Regions from separate parts of the Rattus norvegicus genome. Here region 1 is linked to region 2. Evidence: chromatin contacts called from public Hi-C data. All regions are on one chromosome and are shown on one strand. The core of a region is the stretch at or near the end of the contact, and the rest is flanking DNA. Distances in the headings are between cores, read along the strand shown.

Region 1 (6,291 bases), core at 1,201-3,700, 180 kb before region 2:
GTGGTGAGTGCTCCAGTTGGCTGCAGTGCTGAGTGCTCCCACTGGCTGCAGTGGTGAGTGCTACTGCTGGCTGCCTGTCTGTTTCCACCACTGTCTCCTTTGTCCTGAGACCCTTCTCCTTATAAATCATCTCACCTTTTCTGATTTGTCTATAACTCTGCTAACCTGTAAACTTGACAAAAATTACATAAGGGTGATTACCTATAAGAATAAAGAGAATAGGAGATCATAAAGGTGACCGTGTTTAAGAGAGGCCAACCTGTTTTCATCATGTTTTACTTTCTGAATGGCAGAAAGTATATACAATGGGACTATCTGACGTGGTAGAACAGAGAGGTGAAATACAGCTTCCTGCCAATCAGTTAGCTTTGCATAGCCCCTGACAGGCTTAGCAAGTAGAAGCACCAGGTGGCATTGTGTATGTGTGCATGTGTGGGTGTATGTGAGCATGAATACGTGTGGATATGAATACACATGGAGGTAAGGCAGGCGGATGGGTTAATAGTCTGTAGAGATCCTTAGACCTGCTTTCTATCTTGTTCACCTTGTTCTGGAAAGTTGAAATTCAATGCAGGTCTACATACAGAAGTGGAGAATGGCTACTACTGTTTTCCTCTCAGCTCCCAGAATACTAGCAGCCAAACAGACACATTTTGGATAGATCTGGCAATTGTTTATTGAAGAAGCCAGAGGACTTAGAGATATGCAAATACTGACATCGAGAGAGTCTCTACCAAAGCACATCACAACGACACCGCAGACAACAGTCCTGCTCCTTAGTACGAACCTGGTGTACCTCATGTACACGAACCCTCAGCTTCAGAGACGCCCAACAGAGGCTAAAACAGGCAAATATGGAGGACCTGGAACACACACGAAGCCACATATAAGCAGGACCCACTACAGCATGGTTCTTGCCTGGGAGAGTTAAAAGAGGGTATCGTGTCCATGGAAATAGACTATCCCAGTGGAAATGAAGCAGCCCATAATGTGCTAGAATTCTGACAATGCCAAGGACGGGTTCTGAGGTGGTAGGAGAAGGACATAAAGGATGGAAAACAGAAGATTTAAAATATGAGAGAAATGATCAAACCAGTTCTAGAGAGACTTCTTATGTAGAAGAAGATTTCCCGCAGTTGAAGAGCAAGAACAGTTAAGCTGACCCGATGTTTCAAGAGGCTGATAGGAAGAATTAAAAGCCCACCCTGGAGCACAGCACTAGGAAATATTTTATAAAAGACCACCCCAAAGCCTTCTGTGCCCAGAGGAGGAGGAGTCAGGTGAGACACAACAAATCAAGTGCTCCAGGGAGGCAGACTTCAAAAGCTACAGTAAAACAAAGACAACGGTGAACTCCTCCAAAATTCGGAGGGAGACTCATTCTGCTCTTGGACATCCAGGGCCAGATCAGAGCTTTCCACAGGCGTCTTCAAAGTGGCCTGGTCTCATGTCTGTGTGTTCCTCACTCACAAGTGTTCAATTTTTTTTTCTTTTTGCTTTTTTGCTTGTTTGTTTGTTTGTTTTCTTGACACGGGGTTTCTGTGTGGCCCTGGCTGACCTGGAACTCACTCTGTAGACCAGGCTGGCCTCAAATTCAGATCCATCTGCCTCTGCATCCCGAGTGCTGGAATTAAAGGCGTGTGCCACCACTGACTGACTTATTCTCTATCTTTAAACATATTTATTATTTTTATGTGCACCTACTGCTTGTTCTTTATCGCCGCCTCTCCCAGGCTTCAGAGAGCACAGACCTGACGTTTAGTACGAGTGTTAAGGGGAGGGGCTCCTACTCCCCATTTCCTTCTGAACTTCTTTGCCTTTGGAGAGCCCACACAAGTTATCAACAGAGATAGGGCCCAGGTGGGCCAAGCAGGCAGAGCCTTCACCCATGGAGTGACAATCCTGTCAGGAGAGAGGCCATCCCAGCAAGCCTTGAACTTGAACAAGGCTGCCTGCGCCACGGCTCTGATTGTGTCTGTGGGAGGAAATTTCCCGCATCACAGGAAAGAGAAAGTCTGTGAAGACTCCTGCTGACCTTCAGAGGAGGGAGCAGGGGTGGGTGGGAGAAACCTGAGATTAGAGAGAAGGGCGAAAGCTGTGAGTTTCTCTGAATGCCTCTAGACAACCATGCAAAGAGTCTACTGTCACAGGACGCTAGAAAGCTGAATGTCAGAGGAAACCAGGCCGAAGACCAGAAGTAATTGTTTTCAAGAGGCAGACTGTGACCAAGCCTCAGATGTTCAGATGTGGGCTCTCGAGATGACCCTTTCTGATCACCATCTCCCCTCCTGTTCTACTCTGCATGTACAGTCACACTCCCTCCAGACACCCTAGGCTACTTCTCCCTAGTCTGCATGCCTGTAAAGTGAAGCTCCACCTTCCCCTCCCGGCCTTACTATTTGGACCTTCTTGGCAGGCACTGTTGGCCACTAGAGAGCAGCAACAGCTAGGAGTTAGAAAAGGAAACCACCAACTTAGCTTAAGGCAGGCTCTGAAAAGAGTCCTCCGAGTACACCTCTAGTCTAGGCAGAAACCACAAGGAAGGCATTGTGTATCACAGCTGGTATGTACTGTTTCTTGGAAGGAATTCCTAATTAGGAAACGAGCAACCAGAGACTAAGGCAACTTGTAGGGTCTGGTTAGAACCCTAGCAAGCGTGATCCAGGATTCCTGGTTCTCGCCTGTGTGCCCTTCCAGCACAGTGTGCACCAGGGGTGGTGGTGGTGGTGGTGGTGGTGGTGGTGGTGGTGGTGGTGGTGGTGGTGGTGGTGGTGGTGATGTTTCTCCTCCTCCTTCTCCCCCTCCTCCTCCTCGCCCTCCTCCTCTCCCTCCTCTGTCCTACATGTCCCACTATGGCTTATCCTGGATTAACCACCTACCCACCCAGATCTCAAAATACATTTGGACAAACTAGTTGAGATAGTTATATATGATATGACAGCATTGTAAATTACTAAAACTCTTTCTTCTGTCTGCCAGCCAGCCGCGTGCTAACCTTAGTCCTCACTGCCAACTGAAGCCTTTTTGCAAGTTCCGCTTTATGGGCTGCTATGACTACTCATTTCAGAATGTACAGTCACTTTACATGTGGCCTCTGGTCTGTCAGCACATCCCAGAATCCTGGGTTTCCTCACACTCCCAACTTGTTTGGCTTCTACCTCTCCAAATGTTTTCTCTACTTGGTTTCCGGATGATGCCTTGTATAGGTCTTGGTTATTTCTGCTCCTGGACTCGATGATGGCACCATCCCTCCTGAGATCGTTTTCCACTCCTCCTTTCTCCTGGAGGTCATGGTTCCTATATCCTAACATGTCTACATTCTTTGACAGACATCTTGACAGGGGGGTTTGCACTTCCACAGACTTCAACACTTAAGACACAGGACACGCCCCACATTTTAGATGATTTGTGCATGTATGTATACCATAAGACTATATTCTGACTCAGCTACTGAACTATCATTTTTATGGTGGATATTTTTTTGTTTGTCTTTTATTTTGTTAAAGACAGGGTCTCTCTATATAGCCTAGACTTTGGCTGTCCTGGAACTCACTATGTAGACAAAGCCTTGAACTCTCAGAGATCCACTTGCTTCTGCTTCCCAAGTACTGGGATTAAAGGTGTGTACTATTATGCCTAGTTTCATAGTGATTATTAACTTTTCGATTTCTTCCCTTTCTATGGTGCTATTTCAACAATGGAACAACCTACAGCTCCATGGTTTGATACCATTAAAAAGAACTGTAGCCCTGTGTGGTGTGTGTGTGTGTGTGTGTGTGTGTGTGTGTGTGTGTGCATGCACACGTGTGTGTGCATGCATGCCTGTGTGTGCATACATGTGTGCACACACATTACAGCATATACTAAGAGCTAAGGGCTCTAACTGTCTCCTTACAATTTTTGGTGTTTTGGGCTTTTCTTGCCATACATTCAGTGTTTCTATCCCACATGCAGTGTATCTGCTGGTGGTAGTGGTGGCTATGGGAACTGGTCAGGGTAAGAGCCTTCAAGATAATATGGTGATTGAGAATCTGGGTTTGATCTCAGCAGCTCTGGGTCTGAACTGAAGTTCTGCTACAGCCTGGCTGTATCATCTGGGAAATGTTAGAAGTATATATGTGGCTTCCCTCCAAGATTCAGCTCCCCGTCACTGAATATGCCTCACTGAAATGTGAAGTGACAGATTAATGGGGGGGGGCTGTTCATTGAAGGACAGTGTGTGGGAGGAGTTGGAGGTTCCACGAGTGGCATGGCTGGTTGAGCCTCTGAGGTTGCATGTGATGTTCCAGCCAGTACTTGGTCCTGCTAAACAGCTCAGTGGTGTTGAGCAGCTAAGGCTGAAAACTGTAGGACTTTGCCTCCCTTCCTCCTGACAACCATGGCTGGGTAGTGATCATGATGGTGGTGGTGGTGGTGAGGTATTACAGAAGAAGAGTAAGATGTAGCTCCCAGCAGAACACTTAAGCTAGAAGTAAGACTTAACACCTTTGACAATGGGTAAAGTCAGGAGTGTATACCCTCCAAGAACCAGGGCTGGGGGAGTGTATTCACTTTTAAATATGAGGCAATTAGATCAAACAGGATTGAGAACAGACAGATCATTCAGGGAGGAAAGGGAAAATCGAATTTGGACATATTTATAATGTTATTGTTTGTTTCTTTCCTGTGCTGCTTCCCCTGCATTTTAAACTGCAGTGGTTAGAGTGGACCAACTTGGTTCGAAACATGTCCTGGATGGAATGATATGTCAGGGAGAGGGGGTTTGGTGATGGGAATCCCAGGTTCTGGAAACACCCATGCTGCAGCTGAGTTCTAAGGTAGTTCTTAGAAGGAGAGCAGATTCTCTTCTATCTTTGGGGAAAACCAGACCCTGTGGGAGTAGCGGGTGGGAGAGCTTGGAACTGCACCTTTGGGGATGCTCGGGGCCTCCTTTCAGCTTCTGGGAGGCAGAAGAAACTCTTACTGAGGGATGGCCTCAGCTTCAGATTTTCTCTAGTATCGTGTCAGTGAGGAAAGGAGTGTCTAGATGGAGCCCAGAGCTGGCAAACAAGAGAGAGCCTGTCTACCGTGGGCACCACTGGGGTAGAGCCTTTCAGAGAGACTGGACTTCAGGACGGCAAAGGGGGCTCCCTCAGGGTGAGAGGAGGGGCATGTGGCAACAAGCCTTGGTTGGTTCCCAGACCTGTCTTGATGGCACAGGTGAGCAGGGACTAGTGGCACATAGATGATAAAGACGGTGCCATCTTTGAAGCAGATGCAGCTGTGCTTTCTCTCTCAGCCTCTTCAGAGGACTCAGGCCAGGGCAGAGACAGAAGTTGGGCTTTTACAACACTGTAGTGCTTGTGTGGAGTCCTGACACTGCTTTATAGCTGTGGATCATAGCTACCTGAAGATTTTTTTCTTTTTAATATCAGTCACACAGCTTAAGCAAGGAAAGGTGCTCTACACAGCAGAGCAGGGGGCGAGTACAGTAAGAAAACTAGGATTCATTCCCTCAGCAAAAAAGTCACTACGTGTTTGCCACCAAGGCCATAGAGTTTCCCAGGGCCTGACACTGACCTCGGGCTGTCCAACAAAGGAGTGAGAACACAAGGAACCCCGGGATCTGCAGAGTCTTACCCTTGGGTAGGATTGTCTGGTAATGTGGAGCAAACCGATTTTAGGTTATGGAGGTATGATGTGTAGGAGCCTTCCCAGGGTCACATACTCTGAGATAGAGCAAGGCCATAAAGAAAATGCTCAGGTTCCTAACCCTCGTGTCTGACTCTCTTCCACCTGCCTCTCTGATCTTAACTTTTGCCCTGAAAACTTGCCCTCTACAGACCCAGGCACACAATGGCCGACCCCTGGATCTTCACATGTCCAGTGGCCCTTCCTGCCTGGAGCGTTCATCTCCTCAGTGCCAACCTGCGAAGCTGTCTTGCTCCTTTAGGCTTGAGTTCAGTCTCCTTACTGAGAGACTTATTACTTATTGAACAGATAGGCATGGAAAGCTTGCTCCGTACCAGGGGCTCCCACAGGACATGGGAACTTGGCACCGAAGGCAAACGCTTCTGTCTACCTGGAGCTTGTACTAAGTAGTAGTCAGAAAACAGGATAAAAGGGCGACGTCAACAAATGTCAGTGATAAGTGCCGAAGGGACGACGGCAAAAGCGGGCGCTGTTTGTGTCTGAGTGCACGTGTGTGACCCCTGCTGACGTGTGATGTGAGGGGTGCAGAACTTGTTATAGCCCAGGGCTACAGAATTGCCTGTTCTGTCACAGTCATGTACATCACAGTCACGTATATGA
Region 2 (6,997 bases), core at 2,197-4,696:
CAAGTAGGGCATCTGAAGCTTCTAGAATATCAAAGACTTCCTTCCTCCCAACTTGTATGTGCCAGTGTTCCAGCTCTCCACCCCATCAATTCAGAAAGCCAGCATTCTGAAGTAACTATGCACCAGCAGGCTTCTGCAACATGTTTTGTCGTTTAAAGGCTTAAGTACACACAATGTACAAGAGCACCCGGAAGAGTCCACCAAACCATTATTCTTGCTTCTTCACACAGTACACAGAGCTCTGTTTCCAGAGGGGACCAGCCAGGACTACAAGCACCAATCAGGTTGTGACTAGAGAGCAGGTTGTGACTTCAAGTGCTCAATTACCGGGAACTCATTTTGTTTTTTTGTCCCCTCTTTGGAAAGGTATGATCAAAATAAATATCTCCATACAGCAGGAGAAGCCGTCATTTTTCTGGTGGGCGGAGCTAATGCTCATTAGGGACACTCAGACTCTATCGTTCCTCTTAGAGTTGCAGCTCTACCTCCTGACAGATCCATGCCAAGTGGAAGGCATCTGAAAACCAGAAGACCTCAAGTCTCCGTCACCCCCACTGAGAGCCTCGACATCTCAGAAACCGCTGTCAGAGACTCTGAACTTCAAGATCACCTGGGATTCTTTTAAAGTATAGGCACCACTCACTCCCAGATTCTGAATTAAAAAATTATGAAACTTTCTCCCAGAGGGTGTTTGGAAAACATCCTCATTCCACTGAGATACTTTAATGACTTTAATTGTACGCGTACACCTGACATGGCTGCTTTCCTGTTCATACCCTTCTTCCTGAGATCTCCATGCTCCTCTTGTACCTGCTTCCTCTGGATCCCATTTTCCACCCTACACCCACTCTGTTCTCTACACCCTTCTCTCTGTGAGCCTTGCTTCTTGTTCCCACCACAGCCATCTCCCACGGTGCTGCCATGCGTGTGTGTGTGTGTGTGTGGTGTGTACACACGCATATGTGTGCATGTGTGTTGCAGAAGCCTGCTGGTGCACAGTCACTTCAGAATGATGGGGTGGAGAGCTCGGGCACTGGCACATGCGCTTGGGAGGAAGGAAGTCTTTGTTTCTATTAAAGAAATGGACAGTACTGGGAAGCATTTTTTACAGTAACGGACTCAGACCTAGAGCCCAGCCACACCCTGTTACTATGACCCCCTGCACGTGTGTCCCTATTATACCCCAGCCCACTTAAGTTATTTCCCAGTTCAGAAGACCTACATTCACTCTGATTTTGTTTCACCTCTGCTCAGAATCCTTCTATTAGTAACAACATGAACTGATTAGCCTGGTGCCCAGGGCTCTAGAATCAGTGTGTTAAGGCCCAGAAGTGATGCTGAAGAGTGACTTTCATTACTTGTGAACATAACTAAAAATATATTGAAGACATTAAAGATGTAAACCGCTCGTAGGGAAGTGTAAAGGGGTCAGTGACCCCTCTCATCATCTCCCACACTCTGACAGACTTCCCAAACAGACAGGGAAGTGCTAGACCTGCCTTGCAAGGTCATCATCTTTGGAGGATCACTTTTCAGTCAGGATGCAGTTTTCACTAACACACACGCTCGCACGCACGCACGCGCACGCACACACGCACGCACGAGCGCATGCAAGACAACACCGAGGGAGAGGGCTGTAGTAGGAACAAGAAACAAAGCACACAGAGAGAAGGATGTAGAGGGCAGGTATAGGATGGAAAAATGGGTTCCAGAGAAAGCAGGTACAAGAGGAGCATGGAAATCTCGGGAAGAAGGGTATGAACATGAAAGCAGCCAGCATCTAACCAGCAGCGTCCAAGAGAATGGAGAGAGCAGTGGCACCCACTCCCTCCTCCTAGGGAGAAGATGGAGCATGCCCAATAATGTGAGAACACAGAGAGAAGGGAGTGGTCCCCCTACCTTCACTCCAGTCACAAAGCTACTGCCCACCTTCCCGCCTTCCTTTGGCACACTCAGCTAAGCCTCCTGGTACTCTGGCTGGGATTTCGTTCTGCCTAAGGAATCGTGTGTTTTGTACTTGAAAATGTCTAAATGAGTGGATGATCGCCATTAAAAATTTAAGTGAGAAATTTTAAAGTGCTAATTAATTGCCACAGGCAAGTGGGTTTTATTCAAATATGTGCTACAAAGGACAGAACCAGCAAGGCTGAGTTAACATCACAGGCTGTGAAAAATGAGAACCGGGGGTGGGTATTTTAGGGTAATTTGTTTTACCCATAAGGAGGTATAGAGAGGGATTCTTAAACGATGGGACACAAGGAAAGGCGGCAGGGAATGAGTGTGGCTGTTTTTGTGGCACAGAGAGTTTGAGGATCAGTCTCAGGCTGTCAGTAAATCTCATCCTGTGGAACCAAGTCCTCTCCCAGGGCTCCTTTGAACAGTGACATTCCACACTAAATGGTTACCCCTAGGCCTGGGCGTGTTGTATTCTCCCCTCCCCCCTCAGCTCTGAAGTGTAGGCCAACAGCATGAGCTCTACTTCAGGTAGACCTGGGTTGGAGGCTATAATCTGCCATTAGGTGTTGGATCAGAAGTGAGTTGGCTTAACCTGTCTATGCCTCGATTTCCTTCTCAGAAAGATGGAGACCAAACTGCCACCTACCTCACGGTGTTGGGATTAAATAGGAAAAGGCGAGTGAAGGGATTAGATGTCCAATCATATTTCCCCCTGCAGATGGCGAATCCTGAGCTCTGAACAATGTCCTTTTATAGATAATTTAGTCTCAAGAGTTGGAACTAATCTTTTCTTTGATATTTGACTTTCTTCCCAACGCTCTTAGCATAAAAACAGTCCATTTCTAATCTAATATGACAGCTCTTCATCTGTGTGCTCTAAGATCTGATTGTGTGCACAAGGTGTGCGAGCCTCTTGTTCTTAGACTTTAATCTCTCCTTGTATAGGAAAAGTTCGTTTCCAGACTCATCATGTTTGGGTCACTTTTTGTTGTTATTGTTGTTGTTATTGCTGACCATTTTCAAGGCAACCTACAATGCTCACCTTTTACTACATAATATTGCCAATTGGATTATTCAATGGCTAAACTCACGTAGTCTGATTAGGGAGTTATAGTCACTACAGTTAACGAATGATTGATTATCTGTAATTAAAAAATACTCACAATTCTCTTTCAGGCATTTTGTTTTTTGGCAAACAAAATCAACAAAGTAAAATCTATAATTTTCCACATGAGGCCCCAGGAAAATTAATGCAGGAAGATTCCCATGCAGCTCAGGAAGTCTGGTGCTAATAATACTTTTCGTCAGCTCAGAACATCTTGATGCCACTCCCATTAGCTTACGGGAATAGACCGTTTAAAAACAAGATATTCTTTTCAAAGGGAGGCATAGGAGCCTCAAAGGTGCTAGTTCCCCACTCACACCACCGTGAACACACCACACATCTTCCAGCCAGCAGTGGGCATCAGCCAGACTTCCTCTCTCTGCTCTGCCTGTAGATGGTTTAGCTCTCTGCACTCTGACCTTCCTAAGAACACTGCTCCAAACTCTGCTTATGCACCAAGGACCAGTGCAACTCTCACCCCACCACCAGGGGGAGCTCTATGCTGGACTCCACCCTTTGCTTTCTGGTCGTGTGACGCTAATAAGTCCTAATGTGATATGTCTTCTCAGGGGCAGGGGCTTTAAACTTCTAGCATAAGTAGACAGTCCAAAAAACACTGTAGGGTCACTAAACAAAACAAAAAACAGGCAAGGAAGAAAGGGAGGCAGAACAAGTTGACCTCCTGGGTTGCTCTGAAAATAGTTTTTTTCTGACTAAGAAAATACACAAGCAATTCAGTTCTCCCAGAAAGAATAGACATCTAGTCACAAGTTACTCCCGGTTCTTTCCAACCATATGAGGTCTACATACGAGGGCTTTTGCATACACAGGAAGCCAGAAGAGTTACAGGACCATAAAAGTCACAAGGTAGAGAATGGTTGATGCTGACAGGGACTGCTTTTATGGCTGTTGCGCAATATGGTTCTGTGCTAAGCTGAAGGGGAAAAAATGAAAAAAAAAAGCACACTGACAAAATAGCTAGCAATATTCTCTTTCTTCAGTTAATGAATCTAAATTCCAGTTTTACCTGTAAGCCAAATTCCCAACATTCCCACAACCTAGCAGGGAGAAAGCAAGCTGAGGACTCACCTGTCAGGAGCGAGGGAAGGGAACCGGGTCAGTCTTAGACTCAAGTGTTAATGGAATCTCTCCCACTGACATCTTTCTCTGCTTCCCAATGATTTCAAGGCTAAAAGGGCAAAATACTCTCCTGGGGAAAGATCTAACTCCAGAAATGGCACTGGGGCAAGAAGACAGACAGGCAGAGCTTGGCACACTTTTCGTCATCCCACTAGGAGACTCTGACGCTTTCTTCTGTCGGCATCTTGCATTGTTTCTTCCCTCTGCAGCTTCACCTGCCCTAATGACATCCATCTTTAAGTCTGTTTTCCTCTTTCTTTACTCACTGCCTGTCAATCTGTGTCTCTGCCTGGGGTGTGTGGTCTGTCTTCCCTGTGTAATGTGCATCCTTCTGTCTCCCTGATCTTATTTTCTAACTTCTTGTGTCTCTCCTGAGCCTTTTCTAAGGCTACTGGAATGTGGACTAGACTATCTACTTTCTGCTCCTGACCCTACCATAACCTAGCCGTGTGGTTATAACCAAGTCACTTGACATTGCTGGGATTAGATTCCCCCCACTGTATAGTTAGTTCGCCTGGCTATGTTGATTACTGGCTCTATTGAGCTTTGAGATTTAGTCACTGAACGGAATGGACTCCTTTATCAGCCAACTTAACACAGCAGGTGTTGGGGAGTCCCCAACAGCACAAGCACCAGGGGGCACCCGAGGACCATGAAGAGAGAATGTGATTATGTGATAGGCAGCTACTGTGTTTGATTCTGTGTCTAGAGGAGGGTGCCATTGTTATCAATTCTGATTTAGGAGTCGGGGAGGGGGAAGCCCAGAAGCATCATGGGATGCAGTGGGTTGTCTGTATTCTGCTGGTCACAGAGATCAGACATGTTGAAAACAGGATTCACCGACTCCTGAGCCCATGCTCTGGTGTCTACCATTCTGCTTTGCCCCGCCTGATGGTGCCTGCACATGAGCCTCCCATGCAGGCTTCTGAGAAAACGTCTGTGGATCCCAAGTGTGCTTACCTATCCTGGGTCCAGACTATGTGTAGGCTTCAGAAAACTCTCTTTCTTTAAGACACCAATCCTGACCCTCACTCCTTTGCCTGAAAGTGTTGCAGTAGTACTCAGCCACCCTGCACATTGCCGGGCTTGCTATGGTAGACCTGTGCTTTTTATTTCCCTGTGTCTTTCTAATGAACTAGCCTGGTGTCTCACCGGTATGTAGTTTAGTTCAGGGCCCACGGAAGAGACCGGAACTTTTTGGATAATCATGAGCATCACACACCCATGGGCACTGAGATTCCATCCCCGTGTCCTCAGACTGAGCCATGAACACCAAGAACTCGAAGCTGTTCTATCACAGTCCCCTTGGCTGTGATACCTACTGCATGGGTGAGGGAGGACCAAGTAGTCACTTGATAGAAGCAAGGGGAGGGCCTTCTGATAATTCCAGGTCAATCTCTCAAGCATAAAGAGAACCCCGGCTTAACGAAAGCTATAAAGAACTCAGAAAGAAATCCTGATCTCTGTTTTTGAATAGACTGAAATGAACGAGATGCATGATTTTTAAATGATGATGGGATTCGATGACAAGTATGTTATCAAGACTCCAGTTTTTGAAACTGAGCCTCACTTAACTCAAGCTGGCCTTGGATTCACTATGCAGCGTACAATGGCCTAAAATTCTTCATCGTAAGTGCTAGGGTTATAGATACAAACTTCCACACCAGTCTGGAGCATGGAAATAACTTGCGTAGTCCGTGACCCCATCAAGGACAAGCTCATGATAGGCGGGGAGTCAAGAGACAGAAGCCTATGTTCATCCCTCCGACCCTCGTGCCTGTGAGTACAGACATCCCCCAGCACAAATGGTGGTCTGGATGTCAGGCAGGGGCCTGAGACTCGGCAGCAGGTTCGCTCAGCCTTATCTTCAGTTTTCTCCCACCTAGGCACGTCTAAACGTGCAGAGAATTAGCAAGCCAATGAGGAAGCAAGTGGGACGGCGAGCGAGCCATTGAACATTTAAGCTCTCAAAAGCCACCTTTGCACCCCCTAAAGAGAAGAGTGGAGCTGAGCGTTCTAAGAACTCAGTGACTGTGAAACATCCCCACTCATCTCCCAATCTTCTGTCTGCCTTCCCATGGTGCCGACAATATGATAAACTGAGGCACTTACTTTTCAGATGTGGTAGAATAGCCACATTGTCATTACATCTTCCTCACTCTGAGAGATGCCACATGGCCACAAGAAAGTCTGATGACTACAGATCCAAGAGAGTCACGTGGGACACGCTTCTACCCCCAGAGCTGTTCTGTAGCTCCACAGAGCCCTGCCTGTGTCGCAGCAGGAGGGGGAAGAGGAGCCCAACACACTATCCCACTTGTACTGGTATCCAACGTCACCTTGGCCAGTCACAGAGAGTTTATGGATGTGGCCACACCCACCTTTGGTCTCTGTGGGGCTGGCACTTCACTCTTCTCTCTCACTTGCAGCTCAGACAGCTCCCCTGATCTCTGAGCTCAGGGTGACGAATTTATCTAGACAGCTCCAGATGGCCTGAGCAGGCAGCTAACTCCTCTGCTTCTCCTTTCCTGCCAGCCCCAGGTCTCAGAGCCGATTGGCATATCAGCCGTGCTCACCCCTTGGAGACTGAGGTATCTTTCTGATGACTCCATCATATGTCAGTCAGGAAGGGGGTGCCAAAGAGGAGTTAGGGGATCCCAAGAAGGAAGAGGAAGCCTGAGGCCTGTGCACTCATGCCAACCCCCCTCTGGCTCCCAGGATGTGTAACAGTGGTCAGCATCGTCCCTATCCTGCCTGTCCACCTTGGGCACCTTGTGAAGACTCTTGTCAACAGGA

The links. A called contact is a pair of places that touch in the nucleus more often than the background predicts.
Region 1: a Hi-C map of Schwann cells shows a contact between it and region 2, with 8 times the contacts expected there. The contact joins two enhancer-like sites. A contact is called at or near these places in 6 of 12 Hi-C or Micro-C datasets (the Rat2 cell line, Schwann cells, frontal cortex and 3 more).

Annotation. Positions count from the first base shown.
Region 1 is chr11:80,156,345-80,162,635 of GRCr8, reverse strand. All of the region lies in intron 33 of Kalrn (kalirin, RhoGEF kinase), which reads right to left. Among named protein-coding and RNA genes, the nearest start is that of Umps, 150 kb to the left of the region's middle. Within about 2 kb of position 2,450, at least 9 of the 93 cell types and tissues checked have an H3K27ac peak or open chromatin away from gene starts, as enhancers often do. A contact at or near this core is called in Schwann cells, where this site is marked.
Region 2 is chr11:79,971,785-79,978,781 of GRCr8, reverse strand. The region is part of intron 9 of Kalrn (kalirin, RhoGEF kinase); the gene reads right to left. Among named protein-coding and RNA genes, the nearest start is that of Kalrn, 220 kb to the right of the region's middle. Within about 2 kb of position 3,446, at least 2 of the 93 cell types and tissues checked have an H3K27ac peak or open chromatin away from gene starts, as enhancers often do. A contact at or near this core is called in Schwann cells, where this site is marked.